6 separate regions of the Sus scrofa genome follow, and regions 1, 2, 3, 5 and 6 are each linked to region 4. The links are chromatin contacts, called in public Hi-C, HiChIP or PLAC-seq and promoter capture Hi-C maps. All regions are on one chromosome and are shown on one strand. The core of a region is the stretch at or near the end of the contact, and the rest is flanking DNA. Distances in the headings are between cores, read along the strand shown.

Region 1 (2,700 bases), core at 151-2,650, 290 kb before region 4:
AAGTCAGAACCAATGGGGACTGCTGACCAGGGAGGGTCTGGGGGAGCTTCTGGGGTAACAGAAGGGCCCTCTATCTTGACCTGTGGGGTGGTGACAGGGGTGCATCCACATGTAAAATTCCTTGGGCTATGCACTTAAGATTTGTGCATTTTACTGTAAATTGTAAGTTACATCTTAATTTTTAAAAAAATAATTAAAAAGGAAAAAAAAGATAGAGGCTCAAGTTAAAGGACCAGGGTTCAATTCCTGGCTGTCAGACCTTCCGAGTGCCCTGTCCCTCTGTGCGTCTTTCCCCATCCTTCGATGCTGGACCAGATGGTTTCAAAGAATCCACCTGGCATGGACAGTCTGAGATTCTGTGAATTCGCAGACCTATTTGTTACTGAGTTTGCTGGGAAATCTGGCAAGTGCTTGCCATTAATGCAAGGAAGCAAAGAGGGCTGGCTGGCTGCTGCGGGCTCTGCCTTGTTTCCAAGGAAGGGAAGGCCTATGGAAATTGGGCAGGAACACGTCACCCCCAGGAGGGAATGTCAGTTTCAATATGAATCATCTCATGCTTCCCCGGTAACTTGCTCTGGGAATAGATACCCTGACTCACTCCTCTCCAACAGGCACAAGACTTGCTACTAAAATTTCAGATTTCAACAGAAACTGCGTAGCCCAAATAGCCTCTCAGAGGCGGGAAAAAAAATGAGCCCTAGTAACGAGCTGAGAATCACAGAGGGGACAGTGAGGGCCCAGGGTGCCAACCTCTTTGTACTGAAGCCGAGTCGAGACCCAGAGGAGGTCGCGGGCTCAGGTGGCTGCTGGTGCCGGGCTGGGGCAGGGACCCAAGGCTCCAAGCCTCAAGTTTTCTTTTCACAACAACCTGCTGCTATATTTTCTAGAGACATAAATGATGCTCTGTGCTGGTGGGAAGTCTTTTAAACAAAAAGAGAAAGAAAAAAACAGCAAAGATGCATCTTAATTAGAAACCGCTTGGGGGGAAAATATCTTTCTGGTAGGAGGGTGCAGAGCAGCGCGGCCTGAGTGGTCAGCAGCATGAGAGCGTGGCAGTCGGCAGGCCAACTGAGAGGTGAGCGCTCTGCTTTGCTAATCACCCAGCGTCACTCCAGGGACATTCTGGTCTTTAGAAGCTGGCCGAGGAATCGTGGATGTGTCACGCAAGGCCACAGGGAGGCCACCACCGGCTGCAGCATCTGACCAGAAACTGCCAGTCCTGCCTGGCCTTCCCATGCGTGGGGTTAATACTTTCCTCCCATTTTCTTCCTGGTGCTAAAGGCCATTTGCCTGTGACTGGTGTTTCTAATCCATTTCCTCTGTGCTTTGACAGCCTCTGGCCTCCGGATGGAGCAGCCCCGGCTCCCAAGACATGTGACTGCCGGGAAGGTTTGCTCGCTGCCCTGTAGCCTGACCCATTCTACCCAAGGAATTGCAACATCACCACCTCCGGGGCTGATGACAGCGCTTTCTCAAAACAAACTCAAAGCCGGGGTCAGGAATGTGCACCACCGCCTGCCAAAATCAGGGAGCATCATTGCCTGATATTGATCTTCCAAGAGCTATGGATATTTGGTGTTTTGTTTTTGTTTTTCAGAAAAAAAGAAAAAACAAACCTCCAAAAAACAAAACTTACAAAAGAGGATATGGCATTTTCAGCCAGAGAAGTCCCAGTGCTCTGTCACCCAATAAAAGAGGAGACAGGGAAGGGGCTGGGAAGGGTGTATCTGCCCTCCGGGAAGGAAAAGTCCTTTATGAGGGCTTCGTAGGTGCTGGGCACTGCACTGGGGCTACCTAGCTCTGCCCTCCCTCTTTTATAGGTGGGTAAACTGAGCTTCAGAGCACTTTCTGACTTGCCCCATTTAATTCAGCTGGTAAACGCCAGGAATCTGAACCCTGGCATAGCTCCCAAGTCAAAACTGCTGCCACTCAGAAACAAATTCAGAGAGCTGTGGAAACAGCATGGAGATCTATGGAAAACTGTTTATCTTTTGAAAACAGTTTTCAAAACTGTCTGCAAAGTGTGTACCTCCCCACAGCCACACTGCGGAGCGGCTTTCTAACCTACAGAAGGACCCAGGAAGACTGGAGTGTGTGTGTGTGTGTGTGTGTGCATGTGTGTGCACCTGCACACACACGTAGAGACTATGAACACTGTACAGAAGGCACAGCTAAGTCACACGCCAAAACGCAGTTGTAAAAATGATATCTTGGGGCCTGGATTTATTCCCTCTCCAATATCATATTTGCTCCGTTTACAAGGCAAAGGTGATTTTTCTCTCTGCGAAGGCCGACCATTCGCAGCCTGTGATCTAAAAATCGTGCCGTGCTCATTTTGCCTCTTAGCTCACCCAAGGCTGTAAATCATCTCTGGAAACAGGGATTTGGTCAGGCAGTTCTACTGGGGATTCACCAGGCAGAGGCAGAATCCAATCTGGGGCCCTCACGGTCACCCCGAGCTGGCTCGCAGCAGGGGGACGTTGCTTCCAGCCGCAGATGCACCTCTCTCCTTCACAGAGAAGATGCCTGGGATCAGAGCCGCTGACTAAGCAAGACTGCTGCTCTTTCAGGGTCAGTCTGCTGATTCCCAATGTACTTTGTGACGGAGGAGGTCATGGCAGCTGCAGAGGATGAGCGGGACAGAGCACAGCAGGAGCGGGATGAAGGGCTTCAGGGAAAACAGAGCAGGTAGGGACCTCA
Region 2 (2,768 bases), core at 172-2,671, 390 kb before region 4:
TGGTGCAGGACCTGAGGACATGAGGTCCCTAAGCCTGGCTCTACACTTTTCCAGCCTGGGCTTGTCTCCCAAACTATAAACATGAGGATCAGGACAGTGTTCATCTCACGGGGCATTGCACAGATTAGAGGCTTAACTCCCAGGAGGTGCTTAAAGTGATGTCTGGTCCTGAGGAAGTGCTCAGGGAATATTAGCTACTATTATTCACACGAGGAGAACAGGCTCAGGGGTGTGTGTGTGTGTTTGTGTGTGTGTGTGTGTTGTATGTGCATGTGTCTGTTAAAGCAGCTTGCCCAAACCCCGGCTAGAAAGTGTCAGGGATGGGAGGACCCCAGGGCTGCTAGGCCCCACAGGCCTCCCCCCGACTCCAGGCAGCCCCCCTGCTTAGAGCAGACACAAGCAAGAAGCAGAGGGCAGGGCCTTGCCTCCTCCTCCCCAGTCCCCAGGCTCTCCTGGTACCTGTCAGCTTCTCGGCGATGGGCTTGAACTCCTCAGGGCTGATGTACATGTCCTGGTCAGTGTCCAGGGAGGAAAAGAGGAAGAGGCCTTCTGTCCCCAGGGCTTTCAGTGCTGAATCCTGCTTGGGAGGAGGTGGCTGGGCTGAGCAGTTGGATTCCCAACCCATATCCCAAAAGCATGCAAGGAGCAGCTCCTGCCACCATCTTCCTGAGTTCCCTCAGCCCACCTCCCAGTTCGTGTGTCCAAACACCACCTCTGTGCACCCCAGAACCCCAGTCCCCTTCCCACCCCTCCTGGTCCCTTTGCTTCACTCCCTGCCCTCATCCAGTATCCACTCTGGTGATCCCTTTCTATCTGGACCCATCCCCCATCACCCTCTGGTCCACCCATTGTCCTCGTCTGACTCCCCTGCCCACTGTCCCAGCGCTCCCTGGACCCATCCAGAGGCTCCAGTCCCTGCTTCTATGAGCTTTGTCTGCGGTCCACTGTCCCAGTCACCCACATATACTGTTCCCCTGAAGCCTGTCCCAGCCCCTGCTGCACGCTGGCCAGTCCTTCCACCTCCCCCATCAGTCCTTCCAAGTCTGCCCGCCCCCCCAACCCCGTTTTCTTAGCCCTTCCATGCAGCCCTCCCAGCCCTAAGGCCCCGTCCCCTCGGGTCGGGGCGCCCTTCCATCCCCGACCTCGCCTGGTCCCCCACCCGGCCCGGCCCCTCAGAGCCCAGCCCCTCCCAAGCCCACCCGACTCTCCCGGCCGCCGCGCCCTCCCCGCGGCCCGGACCTGCCGCGCGGCGCCTGGGCCTCGGAGTGGCGGGCGAAGGCCCGCGCGGCGGCGGCGGCCGCGGCGGCGGCGAACAGCGCTCCGAGCAGCGCCAGGATGCGGCCGCGGCGCGGCGGGGGAGCGGGCGGCTCGGCGGGGCCGGGGCTGGGCGGCCCGCGCTCGCCCGGCCGGGCCCGGCCCATGTCGGCGACTCGCGGACGCTCCGGGCGGCCGGGAACGCGGACGGGCGGCGGCGCGGGCGCGGGCGGGCCGGGGGCGGGGCCGGGGGACCCCGCGGGCCGGGGCGGGGCAGCCGGGGGCGGGGCAACCGGGGGCGCGGCGTCCATGGGCGCGCTGGTCAGTAACCGGGCACCGGGACCCATTCCTGCCATTCGGTGCCTTCTTCTGGCATTTAATCTTCCACAAAGAAACCGGGCCTCCGCGTCCCATCCGGCCTGGAAGTGCCAGGCCGAGGCCTGGGAGAAGGAAGGGGCTGGGCTGGGCGGGGTGGGGAGGACCGCACATCTGAAGCTTTGTCAGCTCTCTGTCCAGCTCTGTAGGCAGATGTGAGGGACCCAGCGGAGGGCACTTAGGTCCTCCAGCAGCTTCCAGGAATCTAGCTTCCACCCTTATTCCACCTGCCTTCTAAAATGTCCTCAGTCATCCCAAACCAGAAAAACCACCAGGTCCAACCCTCGCTATCCTTTTCATGGTCCACCTGGAAGGGCACTCCTGTAAATTCATCAGGATGGGAGCTACCTGTAGCCCTGAACCCTCACCTGTGGGACTAAAATTTCCTCACCTATAAGGAGGATTCAGGCTCTTCCGTGGGTTGTGGTGAAGAGGAAATACCCGGGTTGGCTGGGGTGGCAGTCCCTGGGCACCAAGCAAGGCTGGCTGTGAGTTGCCACCGCAGTGGTTTTTCTGGAGGACAACACGTGGAGGACTACCTTGAGGATAGAGGCAAGTGAAGTTTAATGACGTAATTTCTTTTTCAATTTTTAGGGCTACTCCCATGGCATATGGAGGTTCCCAGGCCACGGGTCGAATGGGAGCTACAGCTATCAGGCCTACACCACTGCCGCAGCAACGCGGGATCTGAGCTGTGTTTGCGACTTACGCCATAGGCTCATGGCAACGCCGGGTCCTTAACCCACTGAGCGAGGCCAGGGATCGAACCGACGTCCTCATGGATACTCGTCGGGCCGCGATGGGAACGCCCAGGAAGCACTTTCAAATCTGTTAAGTTCCTTGGTTCCCCTGGGCCTCTTCCGTTGTTATATCAAAGCCCCACGGAGCTCAGAGATGGCTCTGCCTGCACTTTGCCACCAGAGGGCAGCAGAGGCCAAAGCTTCTAGACAAGTACCCGGAGCCCAGGAGACCGGGAGAGCCCGGCTGGCACTTTGCCACCAGAGGGCAGCAGAGGCCAAAGCTTCTAGACAAGTACCCGGAGCCCAGGAGACCGGGAGAGCCCGGGTGCTGTCCTTGGAGATCACTGCCTGCCCCAGGGCCTGTGCACCCAATAAGTGCGGGATGTTGGAGGAGGGATT
Region 3 (2,700 bases), core at 17-2,516, 460 kb after region 4:
ATTATCAGCAAATATGGTAGTTCCAGGATATAAAAACTGAAGAGACAAAGGGGGAAAAAAAAAATCAACCCTTTAAAGTCCAAGCAAGTTCGGAATTCTTTCCCTCACCAGCTTTTCTTTCAAAACAAAAGGGCACACACGATCTTTCCCGAGGCAACAACACCGAGGGGAGCAGCCAAAATATTGCATCATACAAAACACTTCGCGCTTGAGAAACAAGAAAACCAGATGGTGGTAAAATACCTAAGGCAGGAAAACCTCAGTTGGGAATCTCGGTCTTTTCCGTAGGCGCAGGACTGCCTGCTCTTTTTAGAAAAAAATTTTTCAGATGGAACCGAAAATTAAAGTTACGGTTTCCTACCAGCCGAGAGTGAAACGCTCTTCTAGAAAGCGTTCAAAGTTCAGTTCATCAGCTCACCACGGGCTCCAGGCTTCGCCCCCCTGGCCGGGGGTGAACTTGGAGAGCTCAGGGGTGGGGTGGGGTCGGGCCCGGGCGGTGGCGGAGGGAGGGTGGTGGTGACAGGGCCCAACCCCGCCAGGGTCCCAGGGGCCGAGGGGGGCAGCTAGTCCCACCCGGACGCGGGACGACGGTGCTGCGTCCGCCGGGGCCCGCGCCGCTGGAGGCGCTGCCGGCGGCCGGGAGCGCTGGCTTTCTGGGGTCCCCGTCCCACCCCGGCTCCCTCGACGGCCTCCGTGGCGGGAAGGGGCGGGTGGGCCCAAGACAATGGGCCGGGGGCGCGGGGGCAGAGATTCCCTCCCTCCCGGTGAGGAGCGCCGCGCGGGGGCGCTGCGGGGGCGCCGGGGCTGAGGAGCGGCAGGGGACGCCGCCCCCCGCGGCCAGGCGGGCGCCGAGCACTCGGCGGGGCGGGACGGCGGCGAGCGCTCACCTTGACGAAGAGCTCGATGATGGGCTCTTTGTCCTCCTCCTTCAATCCGTTCAGCGGCATCGACAACGCCATGGCCGGTTCGGCTGGGCTCCGCGGACGGCGACGACGGCTGCTTCAGCTCTGGGGCTGCTCTGGCTCGGGCTCCCGCCACGCTGCGCCTCCCTGGACAGTCCCGGCGTCAACCTTGCCTTAGGATCGGCTCCTCCGCACCGCCCCACGCCCCGCGCGCGACTCTGAGGCGGCGGCAGCCCAAGCCTCTTCAAGTCGTGGGGCGTGGCCCGGGGAGGGGCTTCGGTTGGGGCGGGGCCAAAAGCCCAGCCTCTCCGGACTCTTCGGAGGAAAGGGGGCTGCCGGGGCTCGAGTGCTTGGCTTTAGGCTGGGGAGGCAGACCGACAGCTTTAGGGGGCTGGACCTAGGCTGGAGGGCGTGGCCTTGGAGGGCTCCTAAAATTGCCAAGTCTCAGGCGGGTGGCGGGCAGGACTCCGAGCCACGCCTCCCGAGGGGGCGGGAGGGAAAGTCCCCTGGGGACCAGCGCCTGACACCGCCTCCCGCCGAAGCGCTGGCGAGTCCTTGCAGCTGCTGCTGGCGCTTTGCCAGGTGACCTCAGCCTTCGGCCGGCCTGGGGAAGCGAGAAGGCGCCTCCCGCCCTCCCCCTGCAGCAGCCCCCAGGACTCATCGCCCTTGACCGCAGCGGTCGCCTCCTCAACTCCGTTAGGCGGAGCTCCCTTTTCCCTTTTCGGAAAGTTGTCATCCCCTTAGAAACACCTTTTTTTTCTCTCTCTCTCTTCTTACTTGTTTTTTCCCTTTGACTCTCCTGTCACTTCTGTCTTGGGAGCCAGCGTACGAGCAAATATATATGAGGCCTTACAGTGTTCCAGGCCCCCGGTTATAAGCGCGGCGGGGATCCCCCTCTTCTTCCGAAAGCCTACAGTCTGGAACTGCATCCTCCAGTGGCTGAATGTTTCGAAGGATTCCCAAGCCATGGTCCATGAGGTTCTCCTTTCCTGGCGTAATTTCTTTCCGTATTCACGTGGCAAACTTGAATGTGCATCAGGATCACCTGGTGCTACATCCAACCCTGCTTTACCCAGTTCTCTGAGTCTCCTCCTATGGGGAAGAGAGGAATTCACATTTTAACAAGCCCTGGGAGGAGTTGCCGTTGTGGGGCAGCGGAAATGAATCTGACCAGGAAAACCAGGAACCATGAGGTTGAGGGTTCAATCCCTGGCCTTGCTCAGCACGTTAAGGATCCGGCATTGCCGTGAGCTGCGATGCAGATTGCAGACGCAGTTGAGATCTGGTGTTGCTGTGGATGTGGTGTGGGTCGGCAGCCACAGTTGCAATTAGACCACTAGCCCCGGAACCTCCATATGCGATGGGGGCCGCCCTCAAAAAGACAAGGAAAAAAAAAAAGAAAGAAAGCCCTGGGACATTTTGATGTAGGTCGTCCTCAAACTGGAAAAACCATACTAGGGTTTGAAGCCCCCGAGGGCAAGGGCTGTGATACCTTGAGCCAGGTAGGAGGTAGGCGCTGGCTCTGGGTTTGCTACCCTTGAATGCCTGAGGCAAATGTCACCCCCTCTGAAAAGTTATTTGTTTGTTCCCTCTTCTGAATTTCCCTCAAACATGACCCAGCTACTACCCCACCCCACCCTCACCCCCCCACGCCCACTTCCCAGGTTTAAGTTGAATGCCGAGTCCTGAGATGGCCAGACATTAGGTTTATCTCCCACATCCTCGAGGCATAGCACTTGTCAGAATGTTTGAACAAACAACATGTGTGTGAAAATACAGTGAAACCTGCAGCTTCTTC
Region 4 (2,700 bases), core at 54-2,553:
ACATTCCTTTGAACTGGGCTATACAGACCTGGTCTGAGACATATCCATATTATCACTATTTCAGAATATGAAAAAGTTTGCATTAAGTCTAACTTGTTAATAATCAAGCCAACTGGAGCTCCCGCGGAGGTGCAGCAATAACCAACCCTGGGAACTTCCGTATGCCAAGGGCACAGCCCTAAAAAGACCAAAAATAGTAAGAATAATCAAACACCCAAACTCCCGCAGCTAATTTTAACCGTCCGTGAAGCTAATCTGTAGCCAGCAATCATGGTTGCCCAAAAACACATCCTAAAAAAGAGCAATGAATCCAGCTGGAGCCTCCCTTTTAAAAATTAGACACTATATTGGAGTTCCGTTGTGGCTCAGTGGTTAATGAATCGGACTAGGAACCATGAGGTTGCAGGTTCGATCCCTGGCCTCGCTCAGTGGGTTAATGATCCGGTGTTGCCATGAGCTGTGGTGTAGGTCACAGACACTGCTCGGATCCTACATTGCTGTGGCTGTGGTGTAGGCTGGCGGTTACAGCTCCAATTAGACCCCCTAGCCTGGGAACCTCCATATGTTTTGGGAGCGGCCCAAGAAAAGACAAAAATAAATAAATATAAAAATTAGACACTATAAAAATTAAATATTAAAAACCGTGATTATAACTAGTGTTAATATGCCTTTAAGACAAGTCCAATGTTGAAAATTCACTCTTTTTATTCCTCCCTGGGAGGAAAAGCAATCAGTATGTTATTTTCGGTTCACTCCAGTGACCCCGCCCCAAACCATTTGTCTACGGTTAATTACCCGCACACTCAGGCCCAAACTCCGCCCTCCAGGCTCTGGGGATTTCAGGTGTAGAGTGGACTGGGACTGGGAAGAAGCGGGAACTAGTTCTAGCTCGGCCCCCTCCCTCGCTGAGTGAACCCGCAGGCTTACACTCCCTTCCGGAGTGTCAGTTCGCCCTAAAGGGGGGCATGGTGATTTTCAGGGATCCTGTGACGTCCTCGGGGAAGGCACGGTCGCCCCCTCCCGCCGCGGGTGGGACACGGGTGGGCAGGAAGTGGCCAGGAAGGGTCCAGGAAGGCACAGCCTGAGCCTACAGCTTCCCAGAGGGTGGGACGCAACGACCTGGTCAGCATCGGCCGGGCAGACAGTCCCGGGTCCGCACTTCATCCGGCCTGCGGCAGTGCCTCTCTTTCCCCCACTCCCGCCTGGCACTTACGTCCAGCCCCGCCCGTGCAGTCGGTCCGGAACCCGGTGTTGCCCCGCGCGGGGTTGCCCCACTTCCCCAGTTCCAGCCAAGAAAGCAAAACAGCCACAGGCCGCCGGATACCCGGATCGAACAGCACCGCCCCCGGGGCAGGAATGCGCATGCGGCTCCGGGCGTAGGAAGAGGCCTGGGAAGGAAGGAAGATGGGCTCAGAAAGAGCCAGAGAGCCACGCCCACCACGCCGGTGTCTCTGCGCATGCTCGGAACGCGCCAGCTCTAGGGCCTATCCGCTGCGCTCTGTCCACAGCTGGATGTCGGAAATGGTAGTTGCGTGCAGCTTTCAAGGGTAGGTGTGAGAAGTTGCTCTTTGCTTTCAAAAGAAGGCGTTTGCTTGGGCTTTATATCCAGTCTTCAGAGAGGTGATTATTCTTCTAGTGCTGGAGCCCGTTCCGTAGTTGTCTCAGGTGCGGTGCAGAAGGTAGATCTGGCCCAACAGCTCTAATCCGGTTTTTAAGTCTTGTTTAAAATTTTTCTCAGAGCCGCCCCCGCCCTCGCGGAAACTTTGCATCTATAAGGGGCGGTTCCCGGAAGGCGGGTAACGCCGAGTTCTGCTAGCCTGCTACTTGGGAGACCCAGGTGCGTCCCGGCGCGGTGACCCACTTCTAGGAGTTGACGTTTTTTTCAGTTTGCTTGAAGGTAGGGTTTCTGAGCCTAGGTATTACTGACGTTTGGGACCAGACAATTCGGGGGGGAGGGCCTCTGTCCCGTGCTGCTGTAGCATGATTAATCTGCATCACCCGCTTTCCTCCACTTATAACAACCAAAAATGTCTCCAGACTGCCAAACACTCGCCCCTGGGGAAAAGCGACCGGCTTGAGAACCAATGTTTAGGAGATAATCTGGATTCTGAAGAAGTGACCCTTTTCACAGCCGGAGGCAATGGTGTCAGCTAAGAGAATGACTTGTGGCTGGGATCGTCCCTTCCAAGAAGCTCTCGGTCGCATTCCAGCGTCTCGGTGGAGTCGATGGTGGTACAAGAGTCATAGCCCGCTCCGGAGAAGAGGCAAGTCACAGTCTCGTTCCTGAAGGCGCCAGAAGAGAAATTACAGGCGCCGCTCGCTATTCTGCTGGAGGTACCTCTCTCAGGAAAGGTCGTATTACAGAAGGGCCTCTTTGATCACGCGCAGGCGATAGCACTAGGTCTTTTACCCTGTGGTGTATCCGAAAGAACAGAGCACCTGGAGGGAGAGATCCAGGAAGAGGTCGCGGAGCAGAACCCGGTTTCACATAAGTAAAAGAGGTTAGGAAGGTTTTTTTTGTCGCTAAGAGAGGCGCACAGGTTCACCTCTTTTACATGTAGGGGTATATGTATGAGTAGACGAGGAAACCAAGGTTTTTGTGTCGTTTAATTTCTTTGATTTCTTTTGATGTATGAAATCTCCAGCTTTGGGTGAGGGATGGGCATTAGGTGATTAGTAGACAAAACTATGCAATAACAA
Region 5 (2,700 bases), core at 188-2,687, 400 kb before region 4:
CTCTGGGCTGAAAGTCAGTGCCTGCCACAAGTTCCACACAACAGTGCTTCCCTGTGTTTCTCACTTTAGTCATGCAGCCACTTCTCCAAACTCACCTCCAAACTCAGTTGGACCTAACCCTCACATAACAGCCAGAGGCATCTTTCTAGAACTCCTGGCTAATCATGTTCCTGTCATGCTTAAAACCCACTGTGCTTGCTAGAGCCAAGAGGATAACATCTAGACTCCTCAGCATGGCTTGCAGGGCCTCGGCAGTCAGGCCCAACCTCATCTTCACCCTTCTCTGTCCTGTCTACCCACTCACCGCATTCATCCTCCAGGGCCTGTCCACTCTGGCCCCCGCACACTTCATAGCCACACCTGCTTTCCCCTTGCCCTCCAACCACACTGGCCCTTCAGCCCTTCGATGGTCTTGTCTACACTATTCCCTCTGCTTCAAACACCAACACCCTCTTCACCAAGTTCATCCTTAATCATTCTTGGAGCTCAGCTCAAGCATCGCCTCCCCTTCCCTGACAGTCACCCCGAGGCACCCTGCGTTTCCTTTGGGGTCCTTCAGCAGTATCTAGGTAACGGTGTGCCGTGAAGTTTGCCCCAAGGGCGACGACTTCCCAGCAGGGCACAGCGCCTGCTCCATACACGGTAGGCACTTGAGCATTTCATTTGTCCAATCGAGAAACGGACGAGAACGCCGAGTTCAACCCTCCACCCCACCCCAAGTGCCCGGCTAGAAGACCCCCCAGCTTGCTGGCCGCGCTGGCCGCGCTGGCCGGCTCCGACCACTTCTGCGCCCCCACAGCCCCTTCCGAGGCTGCCGTCCCAGTGTTTACACACGGCCTCCCGCAGGAGCCGCAGCGCCTCCCGAGCGGGGCCTGGTCCCATCATCCCCGGTCTCCGCCGCGCCGACACTCTGCGCGACCCCAGGGACCTCGCCCGGGACACGCCTCCCCTCCCCCGCAACAGCCCGACCCGACAAGGCCAAGGTCGGCCAAGTTCTTGCCGCAGCTCCGGCGGCCCTTGGACCCACAGGCCCGGGGCCGGGTCCCGGCAGGAGCGAGGGGGCGTCCGAAACGAGCAGCCTCTGGCGCATCTGGGTGACTCCGGCGAGCAACTGCCTCCGGGGACTCCGTTTCCCCCCTGCCGAGTGAGGTGGACAACAGTGGCTGCCGCGAGAACCGGCGCGGGCACCGGAGCCGCGGGCACCGAACGCACAGCGCCTGGCATTCATTAGGCTGCGCGACGGCCGGACCCGGAAAGCCGCGCTTCCACTCTGGGGCGGCACTCGCACCTAGTCTCACCTCAGCCTCCGGCTCAGGACTCTCACCTCACGGCCCCTCCTACCGTAGCGGGCCGCCCAGCCTCTACCACCCTCACTTCCGCTGACCCGCCCCCCGGAAGCGATCCCTTGCAGCTGCGCACCGAGCCGCGGCCCCGCGCGCCCTGGGCAGGCCAGCCGCGGAGGGCGGGGCGGCGGCACGTGCCGATCCCGAGGGCGGAGACAAGCCCCGAGGCCACGCCCCCTGCCGTCCGAGCCTTGGGGAAAGTTGATCCCCGAGGTCCGCCCAGTCGCATCTCCCGCTGGTCTCGGCCTCCTTTCCCTCCTTACCACTCTCCACGCTTAGTCCGGCTCCAACCTCTGGAAAGGGCCTGTGTTGCTGCTTGGCCCCCACATTGATCGGTGTTTGCTCTTCCCAACTGTAGTGCAAACTTCAGAATCCTCCCTCTGGCATCCAAGGCCCCAGATTTAGTGCTTGCTTTGCCCCATCTCGCCCTGGTGGCTTCACAGTTCATACTTCCCAGCCAAGACCCTCTACAGTCTTCTCTGCGGCAAGAATGGGCCTTTCTTCCTCTGACTCTGCTCTCCAGGGCTTTGTAGCTTTCTTCTATTTTAGCAGTTAGGTATATCACAAAGACACACACAGGTATACTCAGTGAGTTGGATGATCAGATGGCTAGACTGGCAAGACACCAGATGCTTTGGGAAAGAGACTCACATTCCTTCCAGACTCACTCACCCACTCCCTCTTTGTGCTCAAAGCCTCAGAGTCCTGGTCTCCATGACATCCAGGCCTGGGTCACATGTCCTCATCTGACCTCAACACGTGGCTGTGCTTGGCTTCCAGGCTATAGTTCTTTGGTTGCAAGTCCTAGCTGCCAGAGACAGACTGGCTTCTTGGGGAGAGAAGCTGTGCATTCACACAGGCCTCACGCTCAGACTAATTGGTGCCTGCTGTTGCCCTCTTGAAATTAACAACAATTTTTTTTTTTTTTCAACAAAGGCCCTGCGTTTTCATTTTGCACTGATCCTGTAAACTCTGTAGCTGGCCGTGGTCAGAGACGGTGTCCACCCTGATCCCACCATATTTTAAATGATGAAATTTGGCTTCCATTTCCAACCCTCTTTCCAGGATGACAAACATGCTTTAACCATTACTTTCCTGTCCTGGGCAATGGCAGATCTTGCGAATTCGCTCTAGTTGCCTTTCCTTGGTGTGACAGATGCTATCTTGGTTCTTCATGAAGATCCCTTTTACCCAACCAGTGAATCATCCCCCAGCAACTCTACTGGCTGCTCACAGCTGCCCCATTTTCCAGAAAATTGCCCTTGCAGGAGGGAGAATGGAAGCCCTAACCTGGGAAGTTACTCTACCCCATAAGCCAATGACTACTAAAGGGTACAAGAGGCCAGTTTGGATGGCA
Region 6 (2,860 bases), core at 193-2,692, 450 kb before region 4:
GCTCAGTGGGTTAAGTATCCGGCATGTAGGTTGCAGATGCAGCTTGGATCGCAAGTTGCTGTGGCTCTGGCATAGACCGGCAGCTGTAGCTCTGATTCGACCCCTAGCCTGGGAACTTCCATATGCTGCATGTGTGCCCCCCCCAAATTAAAAGAATGTGGGAGTTCCCGTCGTGGCGCAGTGGTTAACGAATCCGACTAGGAACCATGAGGTTGCGGGTTCGATCCCTGCCCTTGCTCAGTGGGTTAATGATCCAGCATTGCCGTGAGCTGTGGTGTAGGTTGCAGACGCGGCTCGGATCCTGCGTTGCTGTGGCTCTGGCGTAGGCCGGTGGCTACAGCTCCGATTCAACCCCCAGCCTGGGAATCTCCATATGCCGCGGGAGCGGCCCAAGAAACAGCAACAACAACAACAACAAAAGACAAAAAAGACAAAAAGACAAAAAAATAAAAAATAAAAAATAAAAGAATGTGTTTAAATATATACTTTGACAAAGATTTCAATTTTGGACTTTCAATCAAGGATCTTTATGTTAACTTTTTATAATGTTGTTATATGTTAATGTTTACACTATTGCCATTTCCACAGTACACAAGCAATATAGATCAATATATGTACAGTGAGGGAAATTAGGAAGTACAGGTAAGCAAAGCAAAAAAAAAAAAAAAAAATCCTGGATGAAAAAAAAGTAACACTCCATTGCTAAAATAACCTGTTATATATATTACATCTATAGAGATTGTGGTTACAGATAAAAGAAGGATGGATGGGTTACCAGCGTTTTTTGCATTTCTGAAGAGCTTTCAGAATATACAAAATACTTTCACAAAACTTAATCTTTAAAATCCAACGCCATAGAGTAAGTGGTGAAAGCAGGACTGAAAGCTAGTTCCTGACTCCAAATTTTTAGTTTTCATTCTCCTTAACGTTTTCTAAATCCTCTCCCATGTGGTTTCATAGTTAAACTTTTTTTTTGTTTTGAATTACAAAAGTAATCCATTTAGGGTAGTCTTGAGGACCCCAGCTTTGGAGTTGGAGGACCAGAGCTTCAGCTCCTCCTCTTCCTTTTGAGATGTTCTTGAAGATTCACCTGTGAGACATGGCAAACTCTGAGCCCTGATGGTTATAAGAAAGTGCAACTAACTCAGCAAAAAGAAAACGCGCATTCCTTGTGCAACGTCGGGAACACGTTCATATAGCACAGTTTCAGAATACAATTCTTTTTTTTTTTTTGGTGCTTCTTAGGGCCGGACCGAAGGCATATGGTGGTTCCCAGTCTAGGGATCAAATCGGAGCTATGGCCCCGGCCACAGCCACAGCCACCCTGGATGCGAGCCGCATCTGCGACCTACACCACAGCTCACACCACAGCTCACAGCAACGCCGGATCTTTAACCCACTGAGTGACGCCAGAGATCGGACTGCGTCCTCACGGATGCTCGTCACATTCGTTTCCGCTGAGCCAGGAAGGGAACTCCCGGAGTACAACTCTTGAATGAGAAATCCGTAAAGAACGCGCCTTGGTAACTGGAAAGGCTCACGACGAATCAGATCTGTTGAGGTGGTAGTGAAGGTATCCATCCCATTGGGCTTAGGAGAGGGGCGGAGCCTGAGCTGGGGCGGAGCTGACGCTGGGGGCGGTGCCTGCGCCGGGCGGACGCGCCGTTGCTCCACCCCCAGCGTTGGCGCGAGATCTAAACTTCGGCGGGGTCTGTTATGGTGGTTCCCTAAGGCGGCCTGAGACTCAGCGGTGAGTTGCTTCGGCTTGTTCTCTTCACCGGCCATGAGGCGGAGAGGCCCGGAGGAGGAGGAGGAGGCCTGCGGCGTGTGGCTGGACGCGGCGGCGCTGAAGAGGCGGAAAGCGCAGGTGGGGTGTCGGGGCCAGAGGGGTTGGTGGGGAGGGTTTGGGGCCCCGAAGGCATGAGAAGGGAGGAGTTTGGGGGGGACAAGAAGGTGATGGGGGTAAAGTCGGGGGCCGAGTCGGAACAACTTTGGAAGTTTAGGGGAGAGAGGGATTGGAGTCTGAAGAAGGTTGAAAAGCAGGGTTTGGGAGGAGTGAAGAGAAAATGGGGGCGGAAGGCAGGCAGGCCGTGGAGGGATGTGGAGACCCTGGGGCAGCGAAGTTTCGAGGTGAGGGGAGAAGGTGGAGGGAAAATTTGCCCGGAAGAGCGTAATGGAGCAGACTCCTTAGGAGCTCACAGCCCCTACGGGACGGTAGCTGAGGATGAAGTGTGGAGGGCTGGCTGCTTATGCAAACTTGGCTAGTTCTTGCCCTGTGGGTCCCTCCTTGCCAGGTTGCCGGCCATTTACCTGCCCAGAACTTGTAAACTGTAGGGGGTAAAAAATAGATGAGACTGGAAGGGGAGCTGGCCTGATATTTATTGAGCATCCTCTGGGTGCCAAAAATACTGTGTTAAGTATTTAATGTGTATTATATGTAGCATCTCCCTTAGCGGAATAAGGAAACGCAGGTGAGGTAATTAACCCAGGTTCACCCAACTAGGAGAATTGAAAATTACACCCAGGTTTGGCACATATGCAAGAGTCTCTGTTAGTTATTACAGAAAAGCAAAAGGATGCTATAATAGTTCATGTTTATTGAGCATTTTAAGCTGGAGATTGTGCTATTTCAGATGAATTACCTTGTTTGGTACTCATCTACACAGTAGTGATATAATGATATTCATTTTACACTTGAAAAATAGCTTCAAAACAGACCCTAAGGGCAGGATTCTTCCTCAAGTTTATTACAGTCTTGTGGGGGAAGAAAACAGATGTATACATAATAGCAATATGTAATTTATTGAGTGCTTACTATGTGTCAGGCACTTTGCTGGTATATCACATGCCTTATAAGTGG

The links. Promoter capture Hi-C pulls out the DNA fragments that hold promoters and counts their contacts. Hi-C and Micro-C count contacts between places; a contact is called where the count stands out from the background. HiChIP or PLAC-seq counts read pairs in DNA pulled down with a chosen protein or histone mark.
Region 1: a contact with region 4 is called in a Hi-C map of liver, with 5 times the contacts expected there. The contact joins the enhancer-like site here to the promoter of TMEM50A in region 4. A contact is called at or near these places in 1 of 5 promoter capture datasets (liver) and 1 of 47 Hi-C or Micro-C datasets (liver).
Region 2: a promoter capture Hi-C map of fetal liver shows a contact between it and region 4, with 4 times the contacts expected there. The contact joins the promoter of SELENON here to the promoter of TMEM50A in region 4. A contact is called at or near these places in 3 of 5 promoter capture datasets (fetal liver, fetal skeletal muscle and liver) and 1 of 2 datasets of contacts at active chromatin or transcription factors (alveolar macrophages).
Region 3: an H3K27ac HiChIP or PLAC-seq map of skeletal muscle shows a contact between it and region 4, with 4 times the contacts expected there. The contact joins the promoter of CLIC4 here to the promoter of TMEM50A in region 4. A contact is called at or near these places in 1 of 5 promoter capture datasets (fetal liver) and 1 of 2 datasets of contacts at active chromatin or transcription factors (skeletal muscle).
Region 5: a Hi-C map of liver shows a contact between it and region 4, with 5 times the contacts expected there. The contact joins the promoter of MTFR1L here to the promoter of TMEM50A in region 4. A contact is called at or near these places in 3 of 5 promoter capture datasets (fetal liver, fetal skeletal muscle and liver), 3 of 47 Hi-C or Micro-C datasets (brain, liver and skeletal muscle) and 1 of 2 datasets of contacts at active chromatin or transcription factors (alveolar macrophages).
Region 6: a Hi-C map of liver shows a contact between it and region 4, with 5 times the contacts expected there. The contact joins the promoter of AUNIP here to the promoter of TMEM50A in region 4. A contact is called at or near these places in 1 of 5 promoter capture datasets (fetal liver) and 1 of 47 Hi-C or Micro-C datasets (liver).

Annotation. Positions count from the first base shown.
Region 1 is chr6:83,151,726-83,154,425 of Sscrofa11.1, reverse strand. The region is part of intron 2 of MAN1C1 (mannosyl-oligosaccharide 1,2-alpha-mannosidase IC); the gene reads right to left. Among named protein-coding and RNA genes, the nearest start is that of MAN1C1, 63 kb to the right of the region's middle. Within about 2 kb of position 1,400, at least 36 of the 83 cell types and tissues checked have an H3K27ac peak or open chromatin away from gene starts, as enhancers often do. A contact at or near this core is called in liver, where this site is marked.
Region 2 is chr6:83,245,587-83,248,354 of Sscrofa11.1, reverse strand. It overlaps SELENON (selenoprotein N), which reads right to left and starts at 1,421. Exons shown (of 13, transcript XM_021095600.1): 1 at 1,252-1,421; 2 at 1,088-1,097; 3 at 460-580. The coding sequence starts at 1,421.
Region 3 is chr6:82,399,607-82,402,306 of Sscrofa11.1, reverse strand. CLIC4 (chloride intracellular channel protein 4) reads right to left here and starts at 1,266. Exons shown (of 6, transcript XM_021095589.1): 1 at 888-1,266. The coding sequence starts at 959.
Region 4 is chr6:82,860,288-82,862,987 of Sscrofa11.1, reverse strand. It overlaps TMEM50A (transmembrane protein 50A), which reads right to left and starts at 1,303. Exons shown (of 7, transcript NM_001243626.1): 1 at 1,214-1,303. It also overlaps a transcript of RSRP1 not described here.
Region 5 is chr6:83,264,088-83,266,787 of Sscrofa11.1, reverse strand. MTFR1L (mitochondrial fission regulator 1-like) reads right to left here and starts at 1,437. Exons shown (of 7, transcript XM_021095596.1): 1 at 1,299-1,437.
Region 6 is chr6:83,315,224-83,318,083 of Sscrofa11.1, reverse strand. AUNIP (aurora kinase A and ninein-interacting protein) reads left to right here and starts at 1,442. Exons shown (of 3, transcript XM_013999063.2): 1 at 1,442-1,867. The coding sequence starts at 1,784. It also overlaps the pseudogene LOC110261117.